2 separate regions of the Zea mays genome follow, and region 2 is linked to region 1. The links are chromatin contacts, called in public Hi-C maps. All regions are on one chromosome and are shown on one strand. The core of a region is the stretch at or near the end of the contact, and the rest is flanking DNA. Distances in the headings are between cores, read along the strand shown. Region 1 holds the start of LOC100383405 (putative coatomer beta subunit family protein). Region 2 holds the start of LOC100284790.

What was found. A called contact is a pair of places that touch in the nucleus more often than the background predicts.
Region 2: a Hi-C map of endosperm shows a contact between it and region 1, with 3 times the contacts expected there. The contact joins the promoter of LOC100284790 here to the promoter of LOC100383405 in region 1. A contact is called at or near these places in 2 of 25 Hi-C or Micro-C datasets (ear and endosperm).

The regions. Positions count from the first base shown.
Region 1 is chr9:93,355,961-93,361,880 of Zm-B73-REFERENCE-NAM-5.0, forward strand. It overlaps LOC100383405 (putative coatomer beta subunit family protein), which reads right to left and starts at 3,289. Exons shown (of 25, transcript NM_001362077.1): 1 at 3,208-3,289; 2 at 2,911-2,931; 3 at 2,752-2,813; 4 at 2,591-2,645; 5 at 753-789; 6 at 28-353. The coding sequence starts at 3,210.
Region 2 is chr9:93,500,764-93,506,592 of Zm-B73-REFERENCE-NAM-5.0, forward strand. LOC100284790 reads left to right here and starts at 4,084. Exons shown (of 4, transcript NM_001291685.1): 1 at 4,084-4,288; 2 at 4,420-4,550. The coding sequence starts at 4,146.

The sequences.
Region 1 (5,920 bases), core at 2,039-4,538:
AAAACAAAATAAAACATATGGGTATACCTTTACAGTACGATCAAGAGAAGCACTAGCAAAAGTATTTGTGTCTTTGGGGTTAAATGTGACTTGCATGACATAGTGAGAGTGGCCCTCAAAAATTTGAGTACACATCCAACCCTTATCCCAGTCCCAAAGCTTTATAAGCATGTCATCTGATGATGACAACACATATGGCAGGGTCGGATGAACAGCCACACACCTGATGTAATCAGTATGAGCTTCGAACAACTTGACCTTATCCATGGTATTATAGTTATACACACGGATGAACATGTCATCGGCACCAGCAACAACCCATTGCTTCTGTGCAATAAATTTAGCCGAACGAACTGCAATTAACATGGTTACATGAGCATAATTGCACAAAAACACAAATGCATACAGAAAACTGTAGACAGTAATGGGCTTGTTTGAGTCTTCTTAGACTCATTTTCTTCTTCCTAATATAATGATACACAGTAGCGAAGGGCAAAAGAAAATATAGGTATGGCTGAAAAAATAAAAAAGGTAGGCAACAAGATTCGATCCTACAACCTACAGCTAAAAGTGTGGCAGTCCATCCATTGCACCAAATCTCCATTTGTGATTATAATGGAAGATATAAAGGTTTTATAAATTTAGGTATGGCTAATGTCATACTAAGCCATAATGGGTCCTCCGCCACTGATGATACACACTGTACTGCCTGATTAAGAAAAAAAATGTAAACAGTAGAGTGAGAAAGAAACCTGGTAACTCACTGACTTCAAAAGATTTCACCATTGTCTGGCAACAAAATAACACAAAATTAATCAGATCAAGTTTTACATCAGCTGTACAAAACTGTATAAATCTTTCAGATTGCCAGCTGTAATAAAAGACTGGAATTAGACGGTGCCAGTAGGCAACGGAACCCCATTTACAGTGGACAATGTAACCACAGAAAAACCACGTACAATGTGGCTTGTTTTCCTTGACAAGCCCACCACTGCTCTGGTGGATGGCAGCACCATCACATGAGTACATGACAAAGTATTCTACTTCACAGTCCTTTCCACTCTAATTCATCACATCCCTGTCACTCAGCAGTAGAGATAGTATGTTCACCGCAAAAGGTCAGTGGACATGTCCCAGTCTCTACTGAACTCACAGATGACCCACCTAAAAATTCCCTCAAAACTCATTAGTTGTGGCAGTTGTATCCTATGTTAACACTAGATTAACATATTGGCCCATTCAGCACCCATTAAAACACTATAACGCTCAAACCAAACATCTTCAACTTGATCTGCCTATTCCAGCTGATTTGGTTTTGCCTTATTTTTCCAACCATGATAACTGATAAGCTGCTAAAGCATCGAATATATAATAGATTGTCTCTATTTCTCTCCTTGATTATTAGTTTTTACCTTCTCTTCAGAAGGTCATCACAGTCTCCGTGCATGAAATTAGGTATCATCTTAAGGTGAACAATTACTGCAGTCATTAACTTGACCTGCGGGGTAAGACCGCCCCCACGGCATTATATTAAGAAGAAGACATTTTCATGCAAGTCGAGAAAACCTCCGAACACCTACCTCACCCATAAACAGCGGCACCATAGCCCATGTGAGAACGACCGTGGACAGGACCAGACTTTAGACCTATGCTTTGGCGTAGGACAAACAAGGAGGTTTTTTTAACCACAACCTAAAATTCGCTCTCACAGGGAGTCGAACATAGGATCTGAGAAGTGCTACTCAGACCACCTGCCCTTTCGCTACTACAGTCATTATACCCACAGATAAGGTGCATTCTTATTCATTAGGCAGTGTACAACATGTAAAATAATTCAAAAACTATGATATGCTTGTATTAAGAATTCCCAACCATAACATGGCAATTCGTTATTATCGACACATCACAACAAAATTATTCACTTCCATAATATATGTATGTACTCTGCACATGTGAAGGGAAAGGGCTGAAAATACATTGGTCTTAGGTTGCAGCCATTTAAAAGTCATATATCGTATTTTCCGTAAACAAGCTGTAAATAACAAATATGCACTGTGAGAAGTGTTTTAACTGGGAGCTGGCTGGCGCTAAAGGTATTGCTGCCCTAAGAGCAGTTTCTCAGATTTTCCAAGGGGCCGTGTTGGTCAGTGTTTAATTTGTGTTGTCTGTGTTCTTGGTCATGTTGTGTTGTATGTGTTTGTATGTTGTTTTGTATGGGCTCTTGCCCTTTTTTCCCCTCTCTTAGGAGGTGTTTGAATGCACTAGAACTAATAGTTAGTTGGCTAAAAATTGGTGGTGGAATTAGCTAGCTAACAAATAGGTACATAACTATTAAATAATTTACCAAAAATAGCTAATAGTTGAACTATTAGCTAGAGTGTTTGGATGTTTCAACTAATTTTAGCCACTAACTATTAGTTTTAGTGCATTCAAACACTCCCTTAATATAAAGATATGCACCTCCTGCGTGTTTGATAAAACCGTAACAAATATGAGCTCATGGAAACTAACAAAAAATGTCATGTAAACTAGTTGGTGAAAAGTTTAGAGCGTTATCTAACTAACTCAAAAAAAGATACGGGCTTCCTACCTGAGTCTGGTAGTTCCAGATGCAGACACTGCCAGAATAAAGACTTGACATGATCCTGCACCAAACAGAAGCCCATTATTCTGGAAATCCAACACTCGGGACGCTATGCACAGTAAATTATTGCAGCAATTAGCCAACACAAAAGGCACCAGCAAATGTACCATGGTTCCGTGGGATGCAGGTCCACGGACTTGACCCTCTCCGACCTCTGCGCGAGCTTCCTCTGATCAAGCAAAATACAAGTCACCATTAGAAGAACGACGTCAACAGTGACAACAAAAGACACTGCCAAATTAAGAGCCAGGTATTCTCGAAATAACCTTGATCTCTAACTGGAGCGGCTGCGTCATCATCCACACCAGCAACGATCAATAAAAACAAACACACAGAAGACAACACAAGTCAGCACACGCATAGCATGTAATATGTCCGAACCCCAGATCCACGCACCAAAAAAAGGATTTGAATGGGGATCTCGGCTCGGAAAGCATCAATGCGTCCAGCGGGATATGAAGTGACAAGGTCGCATCGGGATCTAGCGTTTTTCGCGAAGCGGACTGCAGGCCGGGACAGACCGACCAGCAGGCGCGCAGATACTGGTGGCGAGAGGAAGTTACCATTGCGACGTCGTAGGTTCCGGCGCCGGTGGGGTGTATATGGGGGCTGTTAGAATACCCTCTCACCCTCTGTCCGAGAGGCGGAGGGAGCCGAGGGGAGGGCAGGGCGCGAGATCGCGAGTGGAGGGAAGGGGCGAGGGAAGGAGAAGACAGTACCAGTGCCGTAACGAACGAACTTGCGGGTAAACGGGTCTGTTGCTTTTGTTTATTAGCGAAGTAAACGGGTCTCGAGATTCGGGTAAGAGCGTGACGAGGACTTCGCAGTTGATCGTGGGTCTGTGTTTGACTTTGGATGACCTCGTTGCTAAGCTACTGAAATTACATTGGACCCTAAAACTAAAATAATTTAAATAACTTTACTGATCCGACGTGTAATGGAAAGCTCCCAAATCTGTAGACAGAAATAGTTTACATCTCCACAATTACAACAAACTAGTCGGTTACCCGTGCGTTGCGACGGCTCACAACAATATCCACATAAATTATCCACTAAAAATGTCTCAAGATTTTTTATTGATTGTCTCCACTCTTCGCATAATATTTTTTATGAACGCACGGGTACCATAGACAGCAAATCAGAGACACACATCCCTCGTCTTCCTCACTTCCAAGGTTTTGTAGAGCAGGAGGGGAAGGGAAGAGGCGGACATACCTGTTCGTTACCGGAGAAAGACACGACGAAGACCTAGGCATCTGGAGGCGACATAGGTAGTATACCGCTAGATGTATAGGGAGAGAGCACGCAAAGCGGAGAAAAAGCCCAGCCGGAGCAGCTCCAAACCGAGAGGCACCCGCACCAGGCGTCAATCAGAGAAGGGCGAGAGAATGTGAGTGTCTTCCCAGCCCTGGACCCACCGAGGTGACACAACACCACCACCAACTCCGTAGGAATATGCCGACTGCTGCCACAATACGGGCCTTGGTTGTCCAATATCTCAGACCTGAACTCCTCATCGTTGAGATAACCTAAGCGTGGCATGCGCCACCATGTCCTCCTCGACGGCACGCACAGACAAAGGCTAGGAGCATGACCGAACCGCCCCATACCCGCATCGACGAGCGTCGGTCGGCTCGTAGCTGTGACCGTGGCGGGGGCAGCAGGTTGGGGAGGAAGAACAGGGCGAAGACCGGGAAGACGAACTGGACGTCCGACGACGGCGAAAACGATGGTGCGCACATGATGTGAAACTTCCTCGTGGACGTGCAATAGCTACTGCACGAGTCGGTGCCGGGGCTGGTGTCGGACGAATACGGGGAGGAGACGCATGCTCCTACGCCCTCTGCCGAGAATGGGGTGGCGCGGAGGTGGAGGCATGACCGCATGAGGGGAGAGAGAAAATAAATAGAATGACGAACGAGATGGTGGCAACTGAGGCGATGTCCATCATTATCGTGCGGAGGTATAGATGGTCAAATGGGTTGTGTCTCGCGAGTCGGCCCGAGGCACGACCCATTTAATAGTGCCTGGGCCAACCCGGCACGAGCGTCGTGCGGTGCTTGGGCCGTACCTCGGCCCGTAGTGCTGGTCCGGGGCACTGCTTTTTAATATTTTACGCTGAGTTGATTTAGAAAAAATGTAGAGACTTTTTTGTAAAAAGATGATGCGGGACGGCCGTTAAAACTGGTGCTTTAAGTATAGTAGAGACTAGCAAAGTGACCGTAAGCTTACCGTGGTTTCCATCATTTGAATATAAAATATACCAAGAGATCTATGTGTTCTGTTAGTTAGATTAGTTAGGTGAGTATAAATATAAGTTCGAAATCAATAATTATAATCCAAATTACTATTCATGTAGCATAATTTTAGCACAGTAGAAGACACTAGAGCATTGTCAATCATTTTAAATTAATAAGGTAAGATAAAAAAATTATTATGAAAGGTATTCCAAAAAGTTATTGTTTTTATCCGAGGTCGGTGAACGACCACATTTCTTTAGTGTTATGTAGATGAAATTCGGAAAGAGCAAAAAAAATACTTACTTTCGTCTATAAAAATGTGATTCTTTATTTTTAAAATGATTTTAAATTTGATCAAAATTATATTAAAAATATTTATGATATAAAATAAGTATTATTAAATTAATTATAAAATATGTTTGTTGGAGCGAAAACGTAACGTCCTCCTTGATCCAGTAACCGAACCGTTAAAGCAATAGCAGAAGTGAGACGAAGGCCAAGAAATACTGCCGAAGGCACGAGAACATAGCCTCTCCAGATGGTGGTGAAGACAATCGTGCAGGCCCATTTGCGAAGGGGCCAATTTTCAACAAGAGCCCAAAGACTCGGCAAGGCTGGAGGCAACCCACATTGATGATGGGTGCCAGACTTCGTGCCTCGCCAGTCCGTGTAAAGTATCTGCTCTCAACGGGCCCACCTGTAAGAGACTTATAAGGGTACAAAGTCTGATGTAATTAGGGGCCCATACTCGCAATCCTGTAATTACTCCATTGTAAAGTGTATGGCGGGAATATAGTTGGTAGCTGAGGTATTATAATACTTGGTTTACCTAACCCCGGCTACCCTATAAATACCCCGGTCATGTAGCTCTCAGGACATGCTTTGGCAATCTATTGCTCTAGCATCACGTTGTCTCACTGAAAGTCGCCTAGAGGGGGGTGGATAGACGGAAACTGAAATTTATAACTTTAAACACACTTTAAGCCGGAGTTAGCGTTAGAACAAATGTTAAGTCTGGGAGAGAGGGAAAACAAAT
Region 2 (5,829 bases), core at 2,834-5,333, 150 kb after region 1:
TCAAGCGGTCCAAAGACCCACTTGAATACCACGGTGTTTTGCTTTCACTTTACTATATCACACTTGCGAGGAATCTCCACAACTTGGAGTCTCTCGCCCTTACACTTTGATGTTCACAAAGAAGCACGGAGTAAGGGAGGGATGAGCAACGCACACAAGACACGAAATCAGAGTACCAACACGCACACAAGTCACAACAAGAGCTCACAACACAACCCGATGAGTTCACAACTCAAATGGAGCTCTAGTTGCTATCACAAAGAATCAAATGCGCGGAATCGAAGTCTTGGTGCTTAGGAATGCTTAGAGAATGCTTGGTGTGCTCCTCCATGCGCCTAGGGGTCCCTTTTATAGCCCCAAGGCAGCTAGGAGCCGTTGAGAGCATTTCAAGAAGGCAATTCTTGCCTTCTGTCGCCTGGCGCACCGGACAGTCCGGTGCACCACCGGACACTGTCCGGTGCGGATCTCTTTCCTTATTTGGCGAAGCCGACCGTTGCAGTCTTGGAGCTGTTGGCGCACCGGACACTGTCCGGTGCACACCGGACAGTCCGGTGCCCCTTCTGACCGTTGGCACATGCCACGCGTCACGCGCGGATTCCGTGGCCGACCGTTGGCCTAGCTGACTGTTGGCTCACCGGACAGTCCAGTGCACCACCGGACAGTCCGGTGATTTATATCCGTACGTCGCCGACAATTTCCCGAGAGCAGCAAGTTCGCCTAAGTCAGCCTGGCGCACCGGACACTGTCCGGTGCACCACCGGACACTGTCCGGTGCACCCAGACTGAGCTGACTTCGACTGAACAAAGCCATCTTTAATTCCAACCAGATTTTTCCCGTTTCCAACACTTAGACTAGTCTCCAAAACAATATACTAAGTCTTAGAAACATACCTTTATACTTGATTTGTACTTTGTTCACCATTTTACACTTAGGCACTTGTGTTGGACACTAAATCACCAAAATACCTAGAAATGGCCCAAGGGCACATTTCCCTTTCAAAGACTAATGTGTTGCCAAGTGTATTTATATCCTTAGTCTTAGATTGAAAGGGAAATAGAGTATTTGGCAAAGGCAAGGCTTCCACTACGACTCTGTCGGTATCATATCTCCTTTGCCCTACTCATGTATTTACATTTCTATCTTTCTTGTAAAAGGCCTATAGTTTTCTTTGTTTTGGCGCTTAATGCCAAAGGGGGAGAAATTAATAAGCCCAAAGCAAAAGGTTCGCACCACCACCCTGTTTTCAAAAAAAACTTTTTCAAACAAAAAGGGGGAGGAATTAATAGGCATTTTCAAAAACCCTCTTGACAGCTAAGGGGAGAACTTCTTCAGGGGGAGCTTTTATTTAGCCAAAGGAAAAGCATTTGAAACAGGGGGAGAATTTTCAAAAACTTGAAAATGCTTTTAGAAATCGTATTCTTATACCATTGGCTATTTGCAAAAGAATTTCAAAATACTTCTCCAAAAGATTTGCAAAACAAGCTAAGTGGTGTAAATGTGGTCCGAAATGTTAAATATATCAAAACAACCATGTATGCTTAGAAATGCTCTCATTTCAAAGTAACTTGTGCACATCTGCCAAAATACAAACTAGTTACATTTCTACACTTTGTATTTGCTTTGGTATGTGTTGGCATCAATCACCAAAAAGGGGGAGATTGAAAGGGAAATGAGCTTAACCATTTCCTATAATCGATTTTGGTGTTTGACGACCATCACAAACCTTATGGGATAACTAGTTTGCCTAATTGATATTTTTCTTAGGTGCATAAAGTTCATATACACATACAAAGAAAATGACCATGGAACAATTCTCAAGTTTGGAGCATAACGGACTCGCTATAGCCAGTGGCGCACCAGACTGTCCGGTGTGCACCGGACAATGTTCGGTGCACTGGGTGGAGCTCTCTGTGAACTGGCCGCTCTCGGGAATTCTCGACACTCGTCCACTAAAATTCACCGGACTGTCCGGTGAGACCACAGAGCAATAGTCAACTTCGCCCAACGGTCGACTGTGCGACTGCACGCGCAGTCTGAAGCGTCAGAAGTTAGGAGACAGTCTACGACGACAGGTCGTACCGGACTGTCCGGTGAAGCAAAAGGACATACGACTTCAATGGTCAACTGCTCCAAACCCCAACGGTCGGCTGACGTGGCACTCATCGGATAGTGAACAATGGAGTGTCTGGTGCACCACTGGACTGTCCGGTGTGCCCATTGATAGAGCAGTCAGCCAACGGCTAGAATAGTGGTTGGGGCTATAAATACCCACAACCACCACCATTCAAGCCATCCAAGCATCCCACTCTCTTCATTCAATATAAGAGCAAAGAATACACTCCAAAGCCACATTCAAAGTCTCAAATCCTCTCCAAGTTCTAAAATCAAGTCAAGTGATCTTAAGTGTTTAATGACTTGAGAGAGGGTGAGTTGTGTTTCTTTTGTTGCTCTTGTTGCTTGGTTGCTTTCTTCTTCACCTTCTAAACTTGTATTCACGCCACGACCATGACCACGTCCTCGGACCCGAGCAACAACTGATGGAGCCTGGCATGGACACGTATACCCACTAGAACACCCTCGGCCATGACCACAGACACAAAAACGACTAATCTCCATTCATGTAAAGGTCGTAGAATTGGTCGTCAGTCACATCAAATGGTTGGAGTTGTGGTAGGTGCCTTGAGGAAGACCGATAATCATGACTGCGATAGTGGCAGCTGCTTGGCATGTAGTTGCGACTACGTGGCTTGTGGTGGCGAAGCCTTGGCCAAGCCCCGCGGTACTAGCTGTGTGACTCGCGATGGAGGCTACGTACGTGGCCCATCGCGATGGCACCCTAGCCAAGTTCCATGGTCGCAGATGCATGGCCTGCGGCGGCGGCGACCCAGCCAAGCCCCAATGTGGTGATTGTGTGGCCTTTGGTGGTGGTTGTGTGGCCTATGGTGGTGGCTGCCTTGCCTGTGGCGGCCATGCCCCACGGTGGTGGGTGTGTGTTCACAAACGACGGAGGCACCCCGGCCAAGACCTGCGGTGGCGGGTGCGTGTCCACCAACGGTGGAGGCAAAGGGATTTCCTCGCCCGATGGGGACACCTCAGTAGAAGAGGACTAGATCCATCTCCTGGGTGCAAAATGTAGGGGCCTCCTGTTGGTTGCTGTCACCATCTCCGTCCATGGCGAAACAAGGAAGAAGACAGGGTACGGGAAGAGATCGTGACAGGGGAAAGCTACGAGAAGAGATCGTGAAACAGGGAAGAAACATGGAAGCGATCATGAATAGAAGCAAAGCGTTACGAGCATGGTGGGTAATTTACCTCCAACTTCATGACGAGGGTATGAGAACATTGTTTTTAAAACACCCTTTGAGGAGCTTCGAAAATTTTATAAAACTGGCCTTCACTTTTATTTTTCAAAACTAGAACTCGTGGAGTTGAACATGTTTAGATAGAAAATGTGATATCCTGGCCCAGTGGATGGTGATATCATGACCCAAGACTTAATAGAATTAATAGAGTATCCATACTAATAAGGTGCATTTTTTTCGAAAGCCTATCTCGAAAAACCTCCAAGTTAAGCGTGCTTATCTTGGAGTAATTTAGGATAGGTGACCGAACGATAAGTTTTCTCGGGTGCGTATGAGTGATGACAAAATGCGCACAAAAAACCTGTGTTGGTCTGTGGGGACAATATATGATCCTAAAGAGCTGTCAGAAATAACTACCACCAGTACAGGAGTGGACGACATAAAAGGCTGCAACAAATCTAAATTCTTAAAATGAATCTCTCCCAAATATACATATAAAAAAATTACAGCGAAAGCAAAACCGCGGGCGTCTTTTGTCTAATCCGTTTATCCATGAGTCGTAGCAAATGTCATCATTCGTGACATACCACGTCGACATCACCATTCCATCACGCAGGCTCACCTCGCTCACCGACACCTGGGCCCTAACCCCGGCAACTCGTGCTCGCCACCCGATTGGCCGGTATAAAGCCGGTAGCGCGTCGCGTGAGCCACACGCGCACGGCGCACACATATCCCTTCCTTCACTGGCTCACTGCGGTCCCGGCAAAAGTCAGTCAACTCAGCCAACAAGCGCTGCTGCTCGGGCACGGGTGGTTTGGGAGGCCGGACGCAACGTCGGGATGCAGTCGCTGCAGGACAAGGCGTCGGAGTGGAGCGGGGTGGCGGCCGCCGATGCCTTTGCCATCGACGACGTCAACATATTCGAGTACCTCGGCGGCACTCCGCAGCCATTCGTCGACCTCTCCACCAATTTCTACACCAGGTCCGTCCATCGGCTACCTGTCCCTCTCTTGTTCTCGTCTGCGTTGAACCATTCCGATCTAGAATGTTTTCGTCCGTCTCCTGTTGAATTTCTTGTTTCATGGCCGTGTCTTGATTGGTTGGATTTTATAGGGTTTATGAGGACGAAGAGGAGTGGTTTCGGGAGATATTCGGGGGGTCGAAGAAGGAGGATGCCATCCAGAACCAGTATGAGTTCCTGATCCAGCGCATGGGCGGCCCACCTCTATTCTCCCAGAGGAGAGGTAAAGTAGCCCGTGTTTCTTCGTCTTTGACCTGTGGCCTGCGGGACTTAAATTAGGGGAGGAAATAAGGGATCAATGCTGTTATATAGTTTGGTCTTAGCCGCTTAGTGTGGAAGCAGGGAAGAAAATCTGATTTGGTGTCCTTGGGCACTGCCACTCATGTTCCTGAAACCTGTAATGTTCAAGTTTAGATGATTTACAGATTGGGGACTATTCATGGTTTTCGTTTTACATATTCTGCAATTGCACATGTTTACTAGTCATACTCCCTGCTAATGCATTAGTTATTATTGGAGTTGCTACTGCTGTGTTTCATTACGGATGGCGCTATAACAGCTAACAGGTCTAGAGTGAGCATTTTGTTCCCTGCTGGGGCCTGTAACTGTAACTCTTCAATATTAATGAAATTGGCACTCTTGTGCCGGTTAGTTCGAAAAGAAAATACGAAACTGATTGCCATATGAAAGCTAAGTTGAGACTAACGCATCCTAGCTAAGCCTAACTTCTAGGGGATAAATGGGCATGTGGTGATTCAGCCCCTGTTTAAATTTCTCGTTAAGTTTTTTTTTTCTTTTGACTGTCTGCAGCCTTGTTGGTTCGTTTATGTTAACCAGCAGCATACCTCCGTGGCACTTGTATTGATTCAGTTCTTTAAACATATAGTTATCACTATCAGCAATATTTGTTTGAGTGATTCATGCCTTACCTGAGAGTATACAAGAATGATACTCCCTCCATTTCAAATTCTAAGATGTTTTCGCTTGTCTAAATATATTACTTTTGCTATGTATCTAGACATAACGTATATCTAAGTGCATGCAAAAGCTATGTATCTTGAAAAATCAAAACGTCTTATAATTTGGAACGAAGAGAGTATATTGTTCTTCGCATTTGTCGGTCCGTTTGTTCATCAGTTGGCCCAAGGGGAGTGAATATTTTCATTTCAATTATTGCTTGCTTTGATCAGGGGACTGACTTTACCCTAACCTGAACCACCTAATTCACTAGTATAACTTGTAATTCTCGATTGAGGTTGCTTTTGTATTCTGTAGTCACTAATAGAGTGAAAAAGATTCATTTGACCATTTCTGCTGTTTTTTTTGCATGTCTGGCTAGATGGTCTGCCCAAAATGATTGAAGAAACGAGTATCTTCATGTGCGATGCCACTATTGTTTCTGGGCCATTTTAGTTGTGGCTATCATTATGTAGTGATAGTACCTATGCTTTTGTACTTTGTGTTTTCTATCCATTACTCTCAAGATAATTTGGACTCGTAAG